2 separate regions of the Sus scrofa genome follow, and region 2 is linked to region 1. A link is a contact called in public HiChIP or PLAC-seq data. All regions are on one chromosome and are shown on one strand. The core of a region is the stretch at or near the end of the contact, and the rest is flanking DNA. Distances in the headings are between cores, read along the strand shown.

Region 1 (3,135 bases), core at 368-2,867:
AGGCGCCACCCCTGCGGACCCTTCCGGGCCTTGCAGAAGCCCTCACCCCCACCCCCGTCTAGCTCTGACGCTCCTCCTCCGGTCACCCCACAGCCCCTGCTCCTTTCTCAAGTTTGAGGTCGCAGGTCACTTCCTCCAAGACCCTCGCCCAGGGAGGCCCCTGTTCACCTCCAGGCCTCGCCGTGTGGCTCCTGTGAGACGCCGGTGGTGGGCATCACTGCCCCGTGTGCTGGGAGAGGCCCAGGGACTCCAGGGCACTCAGGACCCGGGAGCCCTGGCAGCTCGGGGACCTGGCCTCACCGCGTGAGCGCAGGCCGCGGAGGGCACGACACACGGACAGAAAGACCGCGAGCGCACTGCGAGAGACCAGCCAGGAAGCACCACGCTGGCTGGTCAGACGGCTCAGGAGCGCAGGCCCACATCCCAGCACCCGCAGCTCCGTCCTCACCCACCACGGGGCCTGCCACCAGCCCCTCGCCTCCATGTGAGGTTCCAGAGGCACCACGTTCACAGGAAGCTGAGGACAGGCGACAGGCCAGGAAGGGGGCCGGGCGGCCTGACCATTATGTGTTATGTCACTGCTCCCGGGGGGGAGGGGGGACCGCTAATTTTGTCCCTTTGCTTCTCTGGTGAGCCACTTGCCTAGAAATGAGAAACCGTGGACACGCAACCTGCTGTAGCTCCCTGTGTGCGGTGAGGACGGGGACGTGGAAACATCGGAAATCAAGCTCCAGAAGCCTCTCTACTGACCCTGGGGCGTTTCCACACCCGAGTCTGCTAGGAAGTGCCGTCAGGCTCCCGCCAACCACTGGGAAAGAGCAGCTGTGCCCAGGGGCTTCTGGCAAAACCTTCCCGCTCCTGGGCAAACTCAGGAGAGCCTTCTGGGGAACTCGTTCCTGTCCCGCCAGGAGCAGCACAGACAAGACCTGCCAAGCCCGGTTCAAGGGTGAGGAGCTGGGCGGCCGTGGACGCAGCCTCCGCCGTGGCCTTGCCAGGCGAAGGCACCAGCGTCAGGTCGGAGAGACGGAGGCGCCGGCCCGCTGCACGCGTGAAGCCGCTGTGATAAAAACCTCAGGACCCACGAGCACCACCCGGTCTCAACACCGCCAGGACCCGCTCCCCCGCAGTGGCAGTCAGCTGCGCCAGGACACAGAAGAGAAGGAGGGCGGCCCGGGAGCAGAGGGCACTCCCAGCTCCCAACCCCTCGGGTGTCACTGGAGAAAACGAGGGCTTGAGAAGCGGGGACACGGCCGGGCCTGGGAGTCTCGGCCTCCAGGGTGCTCGTCCACAGAGAGACACTCCGGGCACGGGATGCCTCCTCCGTCCGGGGAACCCACCGGATTCGGGGCCAGCTCCCTTCTGCGGACCCTCCGGGTGCCAGGCCTCCTCCCTCGGGGACCCACTGGGCGCCGGGACTCGCCAGATGCGGGGCCTCCCCCACCGGGAACCCGCCGGGTGCCAGGCCTCCCCGCTCAGGGACCCGCCAAGTGCGGGGACCCCCCCCCCCACCGCTCGCCCCGAGCCCGGCGTCGGGCCCTCGCCTGTGCCCGGAGGCCGCGGAGCCCGCCTCCCAGCCGAAGCCTACCGGGCCGCGCTGCGTGCTGACGGTGGTCGCCATGGTGTGGCCGGCCCCGCGCCTCGCCTCCCGAGAGCTGACGCGCGGGCGACCCTCCGCGCAGAGCCGCGATCCGACGGTGGTCCCGCGACGCCGCCGCCGCCGCCACAGTCAGCTGACGGCCGGCCCCGCCCCCGCACTGCCCACTGCGCAGGCGCGGGCCGCCCCGCCCCTTCCGGCGCCGCGCTCCCGCGCGCGCGCTCTCCCGCCGGGCGCCTGCGCAGTCGCTCCCCCCGCGCCGCAGCCCCGCGAAATGGCTCCCGAGCCGGCCGTGTGCGCATGCTCGCGGGCCGCCGCGCGCCGGGCGGGGTGGAGCCGCGGGCGGGGCGCGGACGGCGGGCGCGGCGCAGAGAGGCTCGGGTCCGTCGGCGGCGCCGCGCGTGGTGGACGCGCCTCCCGCCACCGCCTGTTGCCCGTGCCGCAGCGGGACCTACCAGGAGGCTTCGGGAGGAGGGCTGTCCGTGCGGTCCCCACGGGGCTTTGCTGTTGTCCCTCCGAGAAGGACGTGGAGGGGTCGGCTTCGGCCAGGCCTGCTGCTCTGCGGTGGACATAAGCATTTTCTCAGGCACCGACGTCACACAGGGCCACGGACCACTCCCGTCACGTGTGGACACGGAAGAAACATGCGCACTCTCAGCCAGCCTCCCCACCGGAGCTGGTTCACGGCCGCCACGTCCCACTTAGAGCTTTAACCTCCCTGCAGTCGGCTCTCCTAGATAGGAGTTTTTAAGAAGCTTCTAAACAGCATCCAATCCACAGCACAGCCCTGCAGAATCACCTAGGAAAGGCCAAACCCTACGAGGTGTCCTTTCTGATGCCCTCCTAGTTCCCCGTGCATCCCCACGGAGTGCTCGGCTGCAACAAACCCATCTTGTCGAATTACATGTGTGTTCCCGCCTGTCTGACTGGAGAGCCCTGACACCTCCAGGCTAGAAGTGTCCTTTTCCTTCGTGCATACTTTCCAGGGCCTTCAGGAGTAGCCAGCCCCCTGCGTAATCTGTAATCTCTCCCCCCATTTACTGTAACAACTAAGCATCTCCCTCCTGGACCACCTATCTCTTTGCCCACCACGCACCACATATCCACACCGCCACCACTGCTGATAACTGGAGGGACTGGGGTGCCCTGCATGGCACAGAATCCCAGGGCTGGGTTTCCCCACACGCATCAAGTGTATGGGCAGCCCAATTCTGCAATCCCATGTCGAGTCTGTTTTCTGGGGCCCTTGCCTCTGATGGCAATTGCTCTCTCCGTCAGGGGCCCAACAAGGAGCAGAGGGCAGGCGCAGAAAGATCGTTGGAGGGCTTTTCGTGAGTGAAGGGCAGACTTAAGTGAATAAGCAAGCCTTGGTGATGCACGGAGGGGCTCTTAGCCTCAGGAAGCTGACACCCCTCCTGATCTTGACAGGGCAGCGGGAGGGAGCGGGAATCAGAGAAAGAGATTTCCTTGGCAGAGGAACGAGGCCACTGCCAAACCACAGGCCTGTCTGTGTCGAGAGGGGCCTGGGGGAACAGGCCCTC
Region 2 (3,314 bases), core at 740-3,239, 130 kb after region 1:
GGACGGCTCTTGCCTCCCAGAGGCCACAGCGGCCACTCCCAGCCTTGCCCCTTTCAAGCTGCCTTCCTCCAACACCAGGAGCAGCCTCCACAGCACGGGGAAGTCAGGGCTCCGCTGACCTTGCCCAGACGACTGCCTGGTTGCCAAAGTCTTGACAAGGGCCTCAAGAATCAGACCCTTGGAAGCCAGGCTGAGCTCATCACCGGTTGTTCACAGGGACGACAGTAAAAGTCCACAGCACAGACCTCGGTCGCTTTAAAAACCTACTGCCGGGCAGTTTCCAGGGACAGGGTACCCACTCCATGTGGACAAGAGCACATAAGCATCCCATGCAGACAAAAGAGGCTGCTCCCTCAGCCACCCAGCTCATCAGGCTGGTCCTTCTGGCTGGTCCTCCCGACACAAAGCCCTGCGAATTCAACATGGCCAGTCAACAGTCGGCTCCTCTGAAAGACTCGCAAGAAGGCCAGGCTGTCCCCAGCTCACTCCCTCCTGATAAAGGCAGAAAGCAAGTGTCTGCGACTCAAAAGAAGGCAAACGCTGCTCTCTGCCCTCAACTCTGGGTGCCTGTGGGTTACAAAGGCCTACAAACACCTCTCCTTACTGGCCGCAGCCACACCCACCACTGCCGAGCACCGGGCCAAACGCCCTTCTCTGTCGCTTCAGTGTATCCTTCCCGGCGCCAGCTGCAGGGACCAGAACTTCCGCCTCCCAGACGACTTCTGAAAAGCAGGTCTGGTGAAGCACGGACCACCTAAAGTCACACAGCGAATGTGATAAGGCTGGGATGGCCCTACAAGAAGCGAGAGGAGCGGTGCTGCGCCTTGCTGGCCCCTGCATCACCCACACGCTGCCCTGACCCCGCGCTCTGGCTCTAGGCCCGCCCCACCACACTCAGCGCCTTTCTCTGGCCTCCTGATTCTCCCCCCATGCTGCTTCCACACCCCTCCCGGACTGAACCTGCAGGCGGGGGTGGGTTCATTCACCTCCCTGGCTCTCCTGACAGCACCCTCCACTCCGTCTACACCTGCAAGGGCCGGACAGAGGCAGAAACACACCCCGGACCTTTCACCTCCCTTCCAGGACTTCAGGGTCTAGACAAGCCCTTGCACCTGCCCGAAGACCACAAAACAGCCACCTCGGGCCACTGGAGGAACGAACCTGACTCCAGCACTCCCCAGGGTGCTGTTCGAGTCGGAGCTAGCTACCGATGGAGACGGCCCACGCTGCTGGTGAACAGCGCCGGCCCTTTCCCATCCGCGAAAAGTTTAAAAAAACAAAAAGGATCGTTTTAGGCAGAACGACTATTGGAAGACGACGTGACGTTTTACATGTTTACCTAACTCCCAGCCAGCGAAACACAAAAGCCGACGGAGAGAGAGCCCAGCCCGGGCTCCGGTGCTGATGCTTCCTTCCTACTCCGCCCTGCGGCCGGCCGCCCGCGGGGGACACCAACCTCGCCCTGGCCGACGCGTCGACACAGCTGGGTTGTTGCGCCGCTTTTCCTCGCTCTTACGGAACTGTTCTGCGCCAACGTCAAAGTTATTTCTTCCAGAAGCTCGTTCCCCGCAGCGCCCGGCGAGAGCAGCCCCGTCCGACCTCCCCCGCCGCCCGACACCCAGCGGCGAGGTGTGGCCGCCTGCCCTGCGCCGGCTCCGGACCGGCGGCTCCGCGCGCCGCCCGAGCTGCAGGCCGGACGCGGTCCCGCTCCTGGCCCGGCCCCCGGCCCCGCTCCCAGGAGCCGCGGCCCCGCGCCCGACCCCCGGACGCCCCTCGCCGGCCCAGCCCGCTCCGCCCGGCCCAATGCCCTTGACCCGGGCCGCCCGCGGCGCGCCCCGCAGCCCCTCCCGCGGCCCGGCCCGCCCGGCCGCCCGGCCGCCCGACTCACCCCATGAGCCAGTCCATGGCTGCGCGGGGCCCGCCGCGCCCGCCGCCCGACTCGCTCGGCCCTCAGCCCGCGGCGGCGGCGGCGGCGGCGGCCGGAAGTAAACACTCGCTCACTCACTCCCACACGCGCGCCGCGGACGCCGCCGGAAGTGACGTGAGGCGCGCGGCCTGCTGGGAAATGTAGTCCCGGCGGCCCCGGCAGCCCTGCCGCCTCGTCGGGCCGCCCCCGGCCCCGCCTGCCCGCCGGAGCCCGAATGTGGCTGGCCCGTCACCACGGGGGATGTTCCCCCTGCACTCTGGCTGTCCGCCCACACCCAGACTGCCCCCCCCAAAACACACACACCGCGGCTGTCCCCTCCGGCCTGGCTGCCCCATCTCTCCAGAGGGAAGCAGCCCCTCCCCTCTCCTCGGGGTCCCCTCCTGCCACCTGGCCTGCTCTCCAGGCCCGGGAAGGCTGAGCTGTCCGTGCCCAGCACAGAAAGGTTCAGGTGAAAGGAACGCAGGACAGTACTGGGGTGCTCCCAGCACGGCCTGCAGAACTGGAGAACCTCCCAGGCCGGCAGCCTTCCCAGTGGCCTCTCCCGTGACCCGAGAGCCCCGCTGTCCTGCTCCCTCGGTGGTGGAGACCAGCAGGTGACACCTCGTCATCCAGCCTCCCCGACAGCAACCAGGGCCGGAGGTGGTGACGGCCAGTGAGGCAAACAGAAATCTGCCAGGGCAGCTTCCTTCCCGAAAGAAAGGGCTGAGCCTCTGCTGCCTCTGCAGGGAAGCACAGGAGCCATCTCCATCCGCCGGCAGGAGCCGCAGGCTGAGAACGAGGATCCGGGATCCAGAGCTTGGAATGCAATGACATGCTGCCATCGTGGGGCCCTTGGCCTGCCCCTCCAAGGCCCACCCTGAGTCTCTTCGGCCAGTGCCAGAGGCAGAGAGAGCTCCTTGCCCCCTTTACTGCCCCTGTGATTGGGAAGCTCACGGTGGGGGGGGGACACTGCACACTGGACCACCTGAGATAAAACAGTGAGGAAAGACAAAGAACGAGGGGACTCATTTCACATGTACTAATTCAGACAGGAACGGCACGCAGACGCAGGCCAGGGGCCTTACCTCTAGAACTGGGCAGGTGGCCGGGGCTGAGATGCATGCCTTTGCCTGTAACCACCCACTCCTCACTCCTTGGCTTGTATTTCTCCCCGGGACAATGGCCCTAACCATCCCCCCGAGGAATGCGAGCCCTGGGGGACCCCGCCTGCATCCAGCTGCTGTCCCCCAGGTGCACCATCCTTCTCTGCCCCACCACCAGTGATCCCACGTCCCCTTGGTGGCCTGGGCTTCAGGTCCCTGCTCCTCCACGTACTCACTGTCCCTGTGACTCGGGTGCTTTGTTCGTGTCACGGGAATAATAATGTCATAAGAAACTTCAGGAGGTC

The links. HiChIP or PLAC-seq counts read pairs in DNA pulled down with a chosen protein or histone mark.
Region 2: an H3K27ac HiChIP or PLAC-seq map of alveolar macrophages shows a contact between it and region 1. The contact joins the promoter of MOB2 here to the promoter of TOLLIP in region 1. A contact is called at or near these places in 1 of 47 Hi-C or Micro-C datasets (fetal heart ventricle) and 1 of 2 datasets of contacts at active chromatin or transcription factors (alveolar macrophages).

The regions. Positions count from the first base shown.
Region 1 is chr2:862,720-865,854 of Sscrofa11.1, forward strand. TOLLIP (toll interacting protein) reads right to left here and starts at 1,618. Exons shown (of 7, transcript NM_001315800.1): 1 at 1,586-1,618. The coding sequence starts at 1,618.
Region 2 is chr2:991,685-994,998 of Sscrofa11.1, forward strand. MOB2 (MOB kinase activator 2) reads right to left here and starts at 1,990. Exons shown (of 5, transcript XM_021082597.1): 1 at 1,889-1,990. The coding sequence starts at 1,905.